2 separate regions of the Mus musculus genome follow, and region 1 is linked to region 2. A link is a contact called in public HiChIP or PLAC-seq data. All regions are on one chromosome and are shown on one strand. The core of a region is the stretch at or near the end of the contact, and the rest is flanking DNA. Distances in the headings are between cores, read along the strand shown.

Region 1 (6,293 bases), core at 3,551-6,050, 430 kb after region 2:
TGCGGGACACACACATTCTAAAGGACTGGTGCCTTGTCTCTCTGTTCTAATCCATCTACATTGTATCACCAGCTCAGTCTCCTGAACTCAATAAACTCTCCTGGTCAAAACATACTAATGGGTGCAGGAGTATTTTCCTATAACCCAGTTGCTCTCTAGTTTGCATTCAAGCTTTCTGCACTCACCACTCAGGTATGACTTACCATGCTTAGCTACACATCTCTAAACTTCTTTTCTTCTTGCAGTACAACTGGATATTAATGTATGCCTCTGTCTAATGCACTCCCATCTAACTAGCCTCTCTAGAGGGTCCAGTGGAATACTTCTCTACTGAACAGCAAGCTTGTACAATACTGTAGGAACAATATGTACCAGGGCTTCCCAAACTTTAATAGGCAGATCGTGATTAAGGGGTATAGGGGTTCGCTCATTTGTTTTAATGTAGTGTATTGTGTATGTGTCTTTGTGAATGTATGCCACATGGTGTGTGTGTGTGTGTGTGTGTGTGTGTGTGTGTGTATGTGTCAGTGGAGAACAGAAGAGGTTGTGGGGGCCTCTGGAACTGGCTGCAGGTAGTTGTAGGCTGCTTGATAGGGTTCTGGGAAACAAACTCAGGTCCAGAAACATCACACTATGGAGTTTGGAAGAAACTGAGTTCGCTTTAGGTTATTTCCATGGAACCCTAAGACACGTGCTATCTGATCTCCCGCCTCTGACTGGGCTATCGTTTATGTTAAGAATTCCTTCCCCCAAGCTTTGCAACACCCACAGCAGCCTCTCTTTACTTATTCCAGTATGACATAGACAACTTTTCCCTGTAAGATCAGCAAGGACTGAGCCATCTCTCCAGCCGCACCCGATACACAAGGAAGCAGAGATAGGAGCTATTCTCTGCTTCTGCACCAGTGTTTTTCTATCGAAAATTACCTTCAGGTTTCTCTCTAAACCTAAGCTTCAAGTTCAGCTGCTCATCTTTCTGCAGGCTGCAGCAAACCCCAATCTCCTTCCTTCCTTTGCAAGGCATTGGTTGGGGTGTATTTCTCACTGAGGGAAATCGAACTTTGTATAACTATGGATAGAGTTAAACACTAACTTTCTAAAGAGCTGTAAAGTTACATTCATGCACTATCTAAGGCCTCTTTGTACCACTATGGCAACAGCACATCATATGTATGTTTAAACTGATTCTTTCCACAACAGTACAGCAGAAAGACAATCAAACCCAGCAGTTTTGGGCCAGGCATGGTAGGGCAGGCCTTTAATCACAACACTTAGGGAGCAGAGGCAGTAGGATCTCTGTGAGTCTGAGGCCAGCCAGGGCACAAACAAAACAATGATTTTTTTATTTTTTTTTTATTTTTTATTTTTTTTTTTGGTTTTTCGAGACAGGGTTTCTCTGTATAGCCCTGGCTATCCTGGAACTCACTTTGTAGACCAGGATGGCCTCGAACTCAGAAATCTGTCTGCCTCCGCCTCCCCAGTGCTGGGATTAAAGGCATGTGCCACCACGCCTGGCTGATTCATTTTTTTTTAATCCTACTTACTAAGATCCTAGAAAAATCTTTTATCAGTACCCATTTCTCTCCTGCAAGCCAGATGAAGCTCATAAGAGCACAGAGAGGACATTGGGGAAGAAGTGTATGACATACTTGTATAATTGCAGAGAGGCTGCTCAGGGGTGAATTAAAACTTAGGGGAAGGAGTGCTTAAAAGCAATAGCGGTCAGGAGGGAGAGCAGAGAGCACACTTCTTAGGGTGCCATGAAAATACCCCAGAACTCAGTTCCTTCCAAACTCTGCCATGGGATGTTCTAAAAGCGCTCTAGGTCTATTTCCCTTATGCTTTTACTCATTAGTTTCTTCTAAATCAATTCAACTTCTAAAATTTTATCCACTGCTGGGGGTGGGGTGTGGAGGTCAAAGGATAAGTTGTGGGACAATCTGGTTCTCTCCTTCTACCACGTGGGTCCAGGGAATTGAACTCAGGTCTTCAGGCTTGGCACCAGACACCATACCTGGCTGAGCTAGCTCACCAGCCCTCAATTCAAAATTTTTTTTGGGCCGGGCGGTGGTGGCGCACACCTTTAATCCCAGTGCTTGGGAGGCAGAGGCAGGCGGATTTCTGAGTTCGAGGTCTGCCTGATCTACAGAGTGAGTTCCAGGATAGCCAAGACTACACAAAGAAACCCTGTCTTGGAAAAACAACAACAACAACAATAACAACAACAAAAAAATTTAAAAAATTAAGTAAATCAACATAAAAGTACAATCTGTTATCAATACAGCTATCCTTTAGCAGATGGAACTATTAAAGATGCACTTAATATTACAAACTCAAGTGTAGCCTGGGATATTCTTGTCTAAGATGACCTACAAAAATATTTGTAAGCAAGATCTAGGGAGGGGGTGTGAATGTGAAAGGCAGCTCTTTTTGGTTTTGTGCTCAAAATGTTGGGGTGGGTGCTTCGGTGTTCCATGTCCCCTGTCAAGTATTGGTCAAGCAGTACAGCAGCTGGGCCTGCAACTGCTCCTTCATCTGGGTCTTCCTTCATCTGCTCTGACTTCTTGCACGTGTTTAAGCCTGTGATCAGAGGCATCTTTTTCACTGCGGATGCAGGCAGTGAGAACGGCAGGTTCTCTCCATGGCTGAACTCTTCTATTGCAATGGGCTGGACTTAGACTATAGTACAGTAAGGTCTTCAATAACGCTACGGTGTGACCCTCATCACTTCTCCACAGCAGGGACTTCAGAAGAATCAGCTATCCTTTCAGACACATCGAATTATAAAGTCGTCTTCCCGTGGAACTCAGGTGGAGGCAGGGACACGGCAACCCATACAGCCCACACCTACAAGATAAACAACCATCCATTGCCAATAACACTTGAAAACTTGGCAAATGGTGACCATAAATCAACCAACAGTTGCTGAGCAAAAAGATCATGGGCTTGGAACTCTTCCTTAACAAACTACAATGAACTAGGTCAGCCATTAATAAAAGCATGGGAGGGAGGGGAAGAAGGTGTAGGTCAGCAGTAAAGCTCTCGTATAAAAAGCGCAAGGCCCTGCATCTCCAGCTGGCAACGAGGTGATAAAAGCCCAGGAAAGTTAACAGGTCCTGACCCAGAATACTGGCCTTCTCAGTGCCACACTCAAGATTTGATTCTAAGTTGGCAACCACCTGGCTAGGCAAATAAGATGCTAACACAAGAAGTGGAGCAGAGAAGTGGCCAAAAGGATTGCCAGGAGAGGGGATATATACTTGGAACTCCTGGTTAGATGGAATATTGTCAAAGAAACCATTATACATGAAGACCAGACATTGCAGTTGCAGTTCTATTTCTCTATACTAATTCTTACTCTGCTAAGAGAAAGGCTTCCAAGTATCACCACTTGAACCGATGTTCTGCCTGGTGCTGAAGTCAACTGAAGATTTTAATGGGGAAAGAGAATCAGTAGATTAAGTTTTACCTTACTGCCTCTCTTCCTGCTGCAGCATCAACACAACGTTGAAGCAACTTGTGGGCTCTGGTTATAACCGCGGCCAGCCAGTACTTCCCTTGCAATAATACCTTAACTTACTTAGCTCAGCTGTCAGCCTCACAGTGTCAGTGTCACAGACCACTTCATCCCAGGATTGCAAGCCTCCGGGACAGGGAGCTAGCTTCATTTTCTGGCCCTGGTGGTAGGGATCAAACCCAGAGCCTTGCACATCTAGGGCTTTACCACTGACTGACCTGCTTCCTAGGGACAATCTGAGCTGCTCAGGCTGGCTTTGAATTTGCCTAGAAGAAGAGCCATCCTTCTCCTGCCTCAGTTTCCATAGTGCTAGGACTACAAGAATGAACCTCTTAAAGAGCCCAAGGACTCCTAAAATCAAGAGTTTTAGGTTGAGGTGTGCAGCTGGTTTCTGAGAATTCAATACAATGAACCACACTGTGTGGATGGTATCATTTCCCTAGACCAAAGCTGGCCTCGGAGCTTAATAACCCAGTAGAACTTTAACTAGAGAGAAATAAATTCCCGTGGATGGAAAGCCCCTTTAATAGGAAGCCTCCCTCAATCTCAGAGAGGGCTGAAGGAGGCCATACTAGCTAGACCTGATCTTTTGTGGGCAGGTTGTCCATGCTTTCTCTGTCTCACTCTGTAAGGGGTTAGGGTGCCGAATCCTTTTGATCCCGGGTAATGGGTTTCATCTTTCAACTAGCTCTGGTGGCGAAGTGTCAGTGCCAGGCTCTGGGTGACAGCCTGGGAGAGCTCAGTGGCTGGCCCGCCACCGCGCGGCGCCCGCCCGCCCCCTCCCTCCCTGCGCTCTCGCGCCACACCTGGGGCCAGCCTGAGCTGAGAGCGCCCCGGGGGCCGCGGGGAGCCGGGGACTCACCTGCAGCAGCACAGCCAGCAGGAAGCACAAGTACATCTGATAGAGGCCCATCTCGCCCACCGCCTGGAACGCCTCCTCCACCTCCATGGCGGGCTCGCGCCCGAGGACCCGGCCGCCACCGCGACGGAGGACCTGGCTGCGCGGTGGCTGAAGATCGGGCGACGGAGCGACCGAGGACTGAGCCGGGCGGGGACGGAGGGCCGAGCGGCAGGGACCGGGAAGGAGGACCGGGCGGACCGCGGCCGAGGCGGGGACAGAGGACTGGGCCGAGCCGGGGGTGGAGAACCGGGCGGGGCTGGGGCCCAGGCGCAGGCGGGACCCTGCAGACGACCGGGTCCGGGGTCGCGGCGGAGATGCGATGCTGGTCGCCCCGGCGCGGCCTCCCCGCTTCCTGTCAGAAGTGACAGGAATTTTTGGCGAGCGGTTGGCTGGCGCGCGGAAGGGAAAGAGGAAGTGGGTGCGGCGCGGGCGGCCAGGGCGACTCACGGGAGGGGCCGGCAGCTCCACGCCGTGTCCCGCGGGGTTCGCCCCTTCGCACAAAGCGGTGGAATGCGGGGGCGCTCAGAGCTCTAGAGCCTTCCGAGAAGAGGGCCGGGAGGCATCTGTCCCCTTCCTCCTTTGTCTTGCTTTAGGTACACAGGGTCAGATGTAAGCTCCGCGCCTCGAGACATCCACTTAGTAGTGCCCACTAGGCCCACGGACAAGGGACAAGGGACAAGGGCAGGGGGTCATGGTTGCCAAGGTCTGTCAATGGAGTTTGGCACAGGGCTGAAGAAGTGTGGGGACAGATTACTAGTGGCCCCACACCTAATCCTGTTTTGTTTTTAAACTATTGCAAGTATCTAAACCAGCATATCTCAACATGTGGGTCAGGACCAAAGACCCTTTCACAAGGGTCAGATATCAGATATTTACATTACAATTCATAACAGTAGCAAGATTACAGTTATGCAATAACAAAAAATTATTTTTATGGTTAGGGGGTCACCACAACACGAGGAACTGTGTTAGAGAGTCACTGCATTAGGAAGGTTGAGAACTACTAATCTAAACTATCGCTAAGTTTACCTTTGCTTTCTGTTGGTGTGATAATAGCATGACAGAAGAAACTTGGGGGCGGGGGGGGGGGTGGAGTTTATTTGGCTCACAGTTTCTCTCAGAGCCCATCATTGCTGGGAAGTCGAGGCACCAGGAACTTAAGCAGCTAGTAACATGGCATCCACAGACAAGAACAGAGGGCAGTGATGTGATGGATGCGCTCACCAGTGATCAGCTAGTTCCCTCACTCATTCGTTCAGACTAGGGCCCAACCTATGAAATGGCCTCACACATATGGGGGGGGGGGGCTTTCTAACAACCCAGTTTTTAAACAAATTCCCTCAGAAGCATGTCCAGGGCCAACCTACTCTAGACTGCTCCTCACTGAGTGAATGGGAACTTCCTTCCCAGCCGAGGCTAGGTTTTGATCGTTAAAACGAACCATCCCCTGAATATAATACAGAGTATAATGGATGACCAGGAGGTCCCCTTGTCTTGCAAGCATTCTTGTTGTGCTTCCACAATTTCCCATTAATTATGTCTGCTGTTTATAACTGCCCTTTAGTGGTCATCTACCTAATTATTGTAATAAAATGATACAATGTTGACTATGGCAGGGTTGGAAGCAGCCAGTGTGGTGGCCACAAAAGATGAATTGGAAGTGCTTAAGCCAGTGGTGGTGGCAGCAGCCATAGAGGCAGCACAGACCTTTGATTCCAGCCCTGGGGAAGCAGAGGCTGGGCTCAGCTACAGAATGAGATCCCTGGCAGCCAGGACTACAAAGATAAAGCAGCAAGACTTCCCTTTAACCATATGGTCTAGCTTTCTTGGCAGGCAGTGCTCTCTGTGAGAAGAGGGAGGGGCAGGGAGGAGAGG
Region 2 (6,220 bases), core at 2,044-4,543:
AGACGCTCCCAGGCTGAAGTCGTGCACCCTCCATGTTTTCACCCCCTCTATTTCACCTCCTCTACAAAAGCTAAATCAGAAATGGCACACAGGCTCAGGGAGTGATATTATATGAGAAGAGAGATGCCGCAAGCCCCCTAAAAGAGACTTGCTCACAGTGAAGATCTGGGCTCTGTGTTGTGATCTTGGTAAAGAGATGGGAATCTAAATCCTAAAGAAAAAAAAAGAAATAGAAAATTGTGCAGAATATGCAACCAGTTATTCTGTTGAATTCTTTGTGACTCTGGCCAACTCAGCCTTTGGACTCAGTTTTATTATCTGTAAAATGGGAAACTCACCAAAATGTGTTCTTAGAGGTTTCTCTTTATGTTCTCTTTCCCCTTCCCGTTCTCCTTCCCCTTCTGTTTTTCCCTCCTCCCTCCTCCCTCCTCCCTCTTCCTCTTCCTCCTCCTCCTCTTCCTCCTCCTCCTCTTCCAGGCTAGCAAACCCAGCCACAGTACTGCCAGGGAAGGCAGGGTCATCTTCCCACCATGGAAAGCCCTGCCTGGTATGCCCACACTGCTTGGCTCTCCATGTGGCAAACATTCTACACCGCCTCTGTGTGTGGTTGGAGGGGGAAGAGACTGGGTGTACCTCTGAAGGCCTCTTCCTTCAGGAAGGGATGAAATCATACACTCCAGCTCAGAAAGGCCAGCAGAGGCCTCTGCTAGGAGTGAGTTCAGGGTGGAAAAGAAGTGGACTTGCTGGGAAGCTTGGGCTCAGCCTTCTGCTATGTCGCCAGCGGACAGCCTCGGGTACGTTTCTTAGGTTGGCTCAATGTCATCTGGAGAAACATGGATGCCCAGCAGACAGTGGAATTGTGTCAAACAGGAACAGCAAAACACCATCAACTGGTAAAGCCCTGAATGCAGCTAACCTCAGGGCTATCCAAGTGTAGCAGCAATACCCACTTAAACGACACTCACATCTCCCTTCCACCATGGGCAGGGACTGTGGTTCTACAGTGCACTTTTGGGCTACTGTGTATCACTAGCCCAGAAAAGAACAAAACGCTGGATACCAGTTTCCACTCATACCACGGTGAGAGGAAAGTCCTGGGCTGAATCATCATAAGCTAGGGACCATGTCAAGGAAGTTCCTTCCCCTCTCCCACTCTGTCTACTCCCTGTCTACAAAACTGAGTTATGCCCCGCACTAGAGGTGCAAGAGCGAGTAGAAGCAGATGCAGCAACTCTCTGAGGACATCGGGGACCTCATGGCCTGGTAGGATGGACTGTGGTCATCAACTAAATGAGTGCAGGCTTCTAAGTCTAAGGTGAGGACAGGCCTGGAGTCCCAGCGTGGCTGTTGGGGAACTGAGCTGGGCTGTGAGGCCCGTGGGATCCACAATTGTGAGGTGGTGGCTAAACAGAGCCTCAGGTCAGAAGAGCAGGTACCAGCTAAGAGGGCAGGAGGGAGGGGAGGGGAGAGGTGGTGGAGGAGATGTTTCCTGGCCAAGGATAGGACTAATAAAGCCTCAGTAGATGGGGACAAGAGTGTCACAAGAACTAGAAGACTGACAGGCAAATACTGGAAGAATGTGGAGTAGGAGAGGGCTGAAGGTTCTGGAGAAAGGGCCTGGGAGCCTTTTGGCTTTGTTAAAGAGATGGGCCTTCAGTCTCCTAGGAATGCATGGTTACTCCCACAGGGGAGTAACAGTAAGTGATGGTTGAGATCAAGTGAGTCAATTAACATTTAACCTCTCAAATAGCTCAACGGGATAAGCTGTTCAATGCATAGGGCACAGCAGTGGACACATGGGCAGACGAAGGGGCGACAAGGGGCAACCTGGAAGGCGAAATGCTCAGAGTTCAGACCTAGACCCCATGTCAAAGCCTCCCTTGGAGGACCTCAGAGCACCAGACAGGCAACAACAGAAAGCGCTCAAGGCAGATGTTCAACAGAAAGCAAAGGGAGCCTGTGTGTCTACCACAAGCCATTGCCTTCCTTCAAATTCGTTATGGACAGAAAGGGAAACCTAGTAACTGGGAACTCCTTTCTGAGTCGGCCACACACGACCTGACACAAGTCCGCTCTTCAACAGGGGAGATTTTCAGGTCCAGAGCTGGGATTCAGAGCGACCTGGGGCATTGAGAGAGATGTGGTCCGACTGCTGCTGCTTTCTGGGTTAAATCCAGGCCTCCCTGGCCATAGCACTTAGACACATTGATCTGATGCTTGATGTTAGGCCATGGGCAAGCTGCTCAGAGCTTTGGACTCTGAGTCACATCTGAAAATTGGGAACCGTGGTGCCTGTGTCAGCACATGGGGGTTCAGCACAGCACCTGCCCCCCCCCCCCCAACCCCAGGCCAGTAGCTCTCATACAGATGATTCTCTGTGATTAAGTGCGAGGCAATCAGCAACAGGAAGTTGTGAACATTGGTCCTACAGAGTCCTTGCCTGTCAGATGAGACAGCAGCTCCTGGGCCTCGGCTACCGCTTCTGACTACTGCTGAGCACAGGGACTCAAAACAAGCGTCACCTGCTGCTTTCAGCCACGCTGACAATCCCAGTGTATACAACGTTGATAAACAATTAAAATAGTGTAGCATGGCAGCTTGGGTGGTGGTGGGTCACACCAGTTATCCCAGTACAAAGACGTAGAGGCAGGAAGATAGGGAGTTTGAAACCAGTCGAAGGCACCTAGCAAGACCCTATCTCAAACATCACCCTCTGCAGAATTGAGGACAGTAAGGTGTATCAGCAAGTTAAAGGCACTTGGCACCAAGCCTGAAGTTGATCCCTGGGACTGACTGCTTCAGGTTGTCCTCTGTCCTCCACACAAGCATGGTAGCAAACATGCATAGCCCCCAACACAAAATAAATATATAAAAGGCAATAAAAATATATTTTTCGATCTCCATAAAAATTAACCACCCCAAACTGACAACACAAAATACTTCCGGAAACAGAGCTTAGCTGGAGGCAACTGAGACAGCTTCCCATATGTCAAGTTGTTGTGGAAGGTCAAATCTGTCTGCAGACTGAACTCCAGAGCCTATGAAAGGCCACGGAGTCAGAACTGAAGGGAAAACCTGCAAACAGGCAATGCCCAATGGTAGTGTAGTTAGGCTTTGCATAACAGCCTCTTCAGGGAGCTCTGAAGAGAGCAACACCTTTTAAGTCTACTGTACTAGATGAGTTCCTTAAAGTCAAAAGACCTAGAAAAACAGTGTCCCTGTTGTCTACAGAGCCCATGGCAAGGGAGGCAATACCAGAAATGGACACTAGAGGGCTCTCTCACACAAGTGATGTGACAGCCGTTCAGGTTCTTGAGCAGCTCCTTGGCAAGCTGAGAAAGGTCTGTCCAAGCCTGGGTGGGAAGACTGCCGCGGCTTGAGCAGTCATGTGATTAACTGTTAGAGATTTACAGAAGCCACACATGGCTTGTGGTGGGCAGACTTCTGTGAGCTAGCCGCCTTTCCTATGCACAGAAAGCTCCTGGTGACATTGTCTGCTCTTTGAGATTACTCCTGAGTATCTACATCATGTACAGTTGCTTCCCGGCCCCTGTCTTCTCACAGTCAACACCGCCAGCTGCTGCCACTCTGCGGCTGGGCAGATGAGAAGCACATTCAGGCTCCAGCAACAGCTGCAGTTGTTCAGTTGTTCAGCCCTCTTCGGAGCGCTGGTGGCTGGGTTTGGTTTCCGGTTTTGCCTCTTGCTGTCTGTGTCACCTTGGGCGAGCCATCTCCTTTCTGGGCCTCAGTTTCTTCATCTGTAGAACAGTTGGTACTAATCTCAAAATGACTTCCAGTAAAAATGGAGTTGATTGGTGTCTTAGTCAGGGTTACTATTGCTATGATGAAACTCCATAACCAAAAGCAAGCTGGGGAGGAAAGGGTTTATTTGGCTTACACCTCCACATCACCATTCATCACTGAAGAATTCAGTATAGCACCTCAGACAGGGCAGGAGCCTGGAGGCCGGAGCTGATACAGAGGCAGTGCTGCTCACTGGCTTGCTCCCCATGGCTTGCTCAGCCTGCTTTCTTGTGGAACCCAGGACCACCAGGCCAGGAATGACACCACCCACAATGGGCTGAGCCTTCTCCCATTGATCAATAGCTAAGACAACGCCCTACATGCTTGGCTACAGCCCAATCTTATAAAGACGTTGTCTCAATTGCGGCTCCATGCCCTCTGATAACTAGTTCGTGTCAAGTTGGCATAAAACTACCCAGCACGAATGGGAAACACCTCTAAACAGTAATACTTTGAGTTAGTCACATTATTACTCGGAGCAGGGCTTGGCAAACATTTTCTATAAAGGGCCAGAGAGTGAATGACCTGACAATATAGAAACAGACTAGTGTGGCTGTGTTTCAATAAAACTTTATTTTAGTACAATGGACAACTTCATGGGCAGTGAGTTGTGAGATGTGTTTGGCTTAGGGGTTTTGTTTCACCAACTCTCACTGCCTGCTTTAGAAAGGTCTGTGAGCCTTCGGTGGATTCTTTGTCTAAAAGGCAATAAGAAAAACAACAGCTGTGCCTGGTGTGTGTGGTGTGTTTATAATCTCAGCTACTTGAAAAGCTGAGCCAGCCTGGTGTGATGGTGCACACCTCTAATCCCAGCACTCGGGAGGCAGAAGCAGGCAGGAGTTTGAGGCCAGCCTGGTCTACAAAGTGAGTTCCAGGACAGCTAGGGCTACACAGAGAAACCCTGTCTCGAAAAAACAACAACAACAAAAAAGCTAAGCCAAGAGGATTGCAAGTCCAAAGCTTGCCTGTCTTGAGTATAGAGTAAGTTCGAGATCAGCCTGAGTAACTTTGCTCAGAGATAGAACACTTGCCTAATATGAGGCAGGTACTTCAGACAGAAGGAAGAGGAAGAGCCGGGAGGTGGGTAGGAAGCTGCTTGGTACGGGTGAGTCTGCAAGTGACCTGCATGATGGAAGACAAAGCGGCCGGGAGGGAACACAAAGGGATACACAGGCCACAGTGACGACCTTGGATTGCCATTTGTGGGCAATGGAAACCCAATGTACGGTCTTGAACAGGAGAGAGCCGTGACTGGCCTCAGGTCTGAAAGCCACCATGCTGGACACTGGATGGAAAGTAGCCAGGCCCTGGGTTGGGTTAGCAATGGCAGCATCTGGGAAATGGATCGACAGCTAATCACTATAGCAACAGCTATAAAGTGGTGGAAACAGAAGCAGAGGAGGCCAGCAGTCTGTGGAGAGACTATCTTGTGTGTTGTGTGGATGCATCACTTGTCAATAAAAAAAAAAACAAAAAGCAAAAATCAAAAAAACCCTATGGCCTATAGGAAAGGATAGAATAGAAGGCGGAACGTCTGGTAGGCAGAAAGGATTCTGGGATAGGGCCAGGCGCGAGAGGATTTGGCTCTTGGAACCGAAGGAGGACTAATGGCACCTGAGTGGAGGTAACCTGCAGAACTTCAGTCAGAGTAAATGGAGTATTAATTTATGAGCTAGTCAGATTATATGCCAAAAAATTATGGGTAAGGTGTTTGTAAATGTATTTCGAGCCTCAGTCATTATTCTGGGAGTCTGGAAGCAGGAGGAAAAAAGCTTGTCTTTTACAGCAGCCTTTCTACTGAGCCTCCACTCTCTGCTCTCCATGAGAGGTCATGTGGCCTAGGCTGCCTAGGAATACAGTTCAAAACCGAATGAGCTGGAGTGTCTCTAAGGACTCACTCAGCCTCAGGTACCCTGGGTTTTGTAATCGTGGTTGGATTGCTTTGGGCTGGTTCAGTTGGAGGAGCAAGCATGGTCTCCATTAGCCAGGTCTCTGAAACCTGGACTGGTTTCAGGGTCTGAGGAGAGAATCGATTTTGAAAATTAACTCTGCTCCCACAAACTGCATGTGGCGCCCCATGTGGGGCTTACATTATGAAGCGAGACCAGGGAAGCTCACTTGCTGCATGAGAACTAGGAAGTCACGTAAGTGGTCATGCCCAGTATCTGAGGCTTCCCTGACCCTCCTGGCCTTGCATTTCTTCCCTGTGGCCCTGAGCAAGTGGTTTCCAAACCAGGCTGGCCATGGTGTCATCCAGAGAGCTTCAGGGTATGCAAACTTCCACGCTGCTCCCGGCTAGATTCTGACTCAGTTGGCCTAGGAATCTACATGTGTAAAAAAATCTCACAGGGAAAATGAAAGAGCTGCTAGGTTTGGGGTCTATGGGAATTCTTTATCTTTCTCTGTCTCCCTGGCT

What was found. HiChIP or PLAC-seq counts read pairs in DNA pulled down with a chosen protein or histone mark.
Region 1: an HNF4G HiChIP or PLAC-seq map of pancreatic cancer cells shows a contact between it and region 2. The contact joins the promoter of Slc22a15 here to the enhancer-like site in region 2. A contact is called at or near these places in 3 of 39 promoter capture datasets (hippocampal neurons and liver), 2 of 484 Hi-C or Micro-C datasets (LSK cells and pre-megakaryocyte-erythroid progenitors), 3 of 115 datasets of contacts at active chromatin or transcription factors (embryonic stem cells, pancreatic cancer cells and stem cell-derived neural progenitor cells) and 2 of 9 other capture datasets (adipose tissue and liver).

Annotation. Positions count from the first base shown.
Region 1 is chr3:101,919,653-101,925,945 of GRCm38.p6, forward strand. Slc22a15 (solute carrier family 22 (organic anion/cation transporter), member 15) reads right to left here and starts at 4,801. Exons shown (of 12, transcript NM_001039371.2): 1 at 4,380-4,801. The coding sequence starts at 4,466.
Region 2 is chr3:101,490,753-101,496,972 of GRCm38.p6, forward strand. No RefSeq gene overlaps it. Among named protein-coding and RNA genes, the nearest start is that of Gm40109, 14 kb to the right of the region's middle. Within about 2 kb of position 3,294, at least 63 of the 459 cell types and tissues checked have an H3K27ac peak or open chromatin away from gene starts, as enhancers often do. A contact at or near this core is called in pancreatic cancer cells, where this site is marked.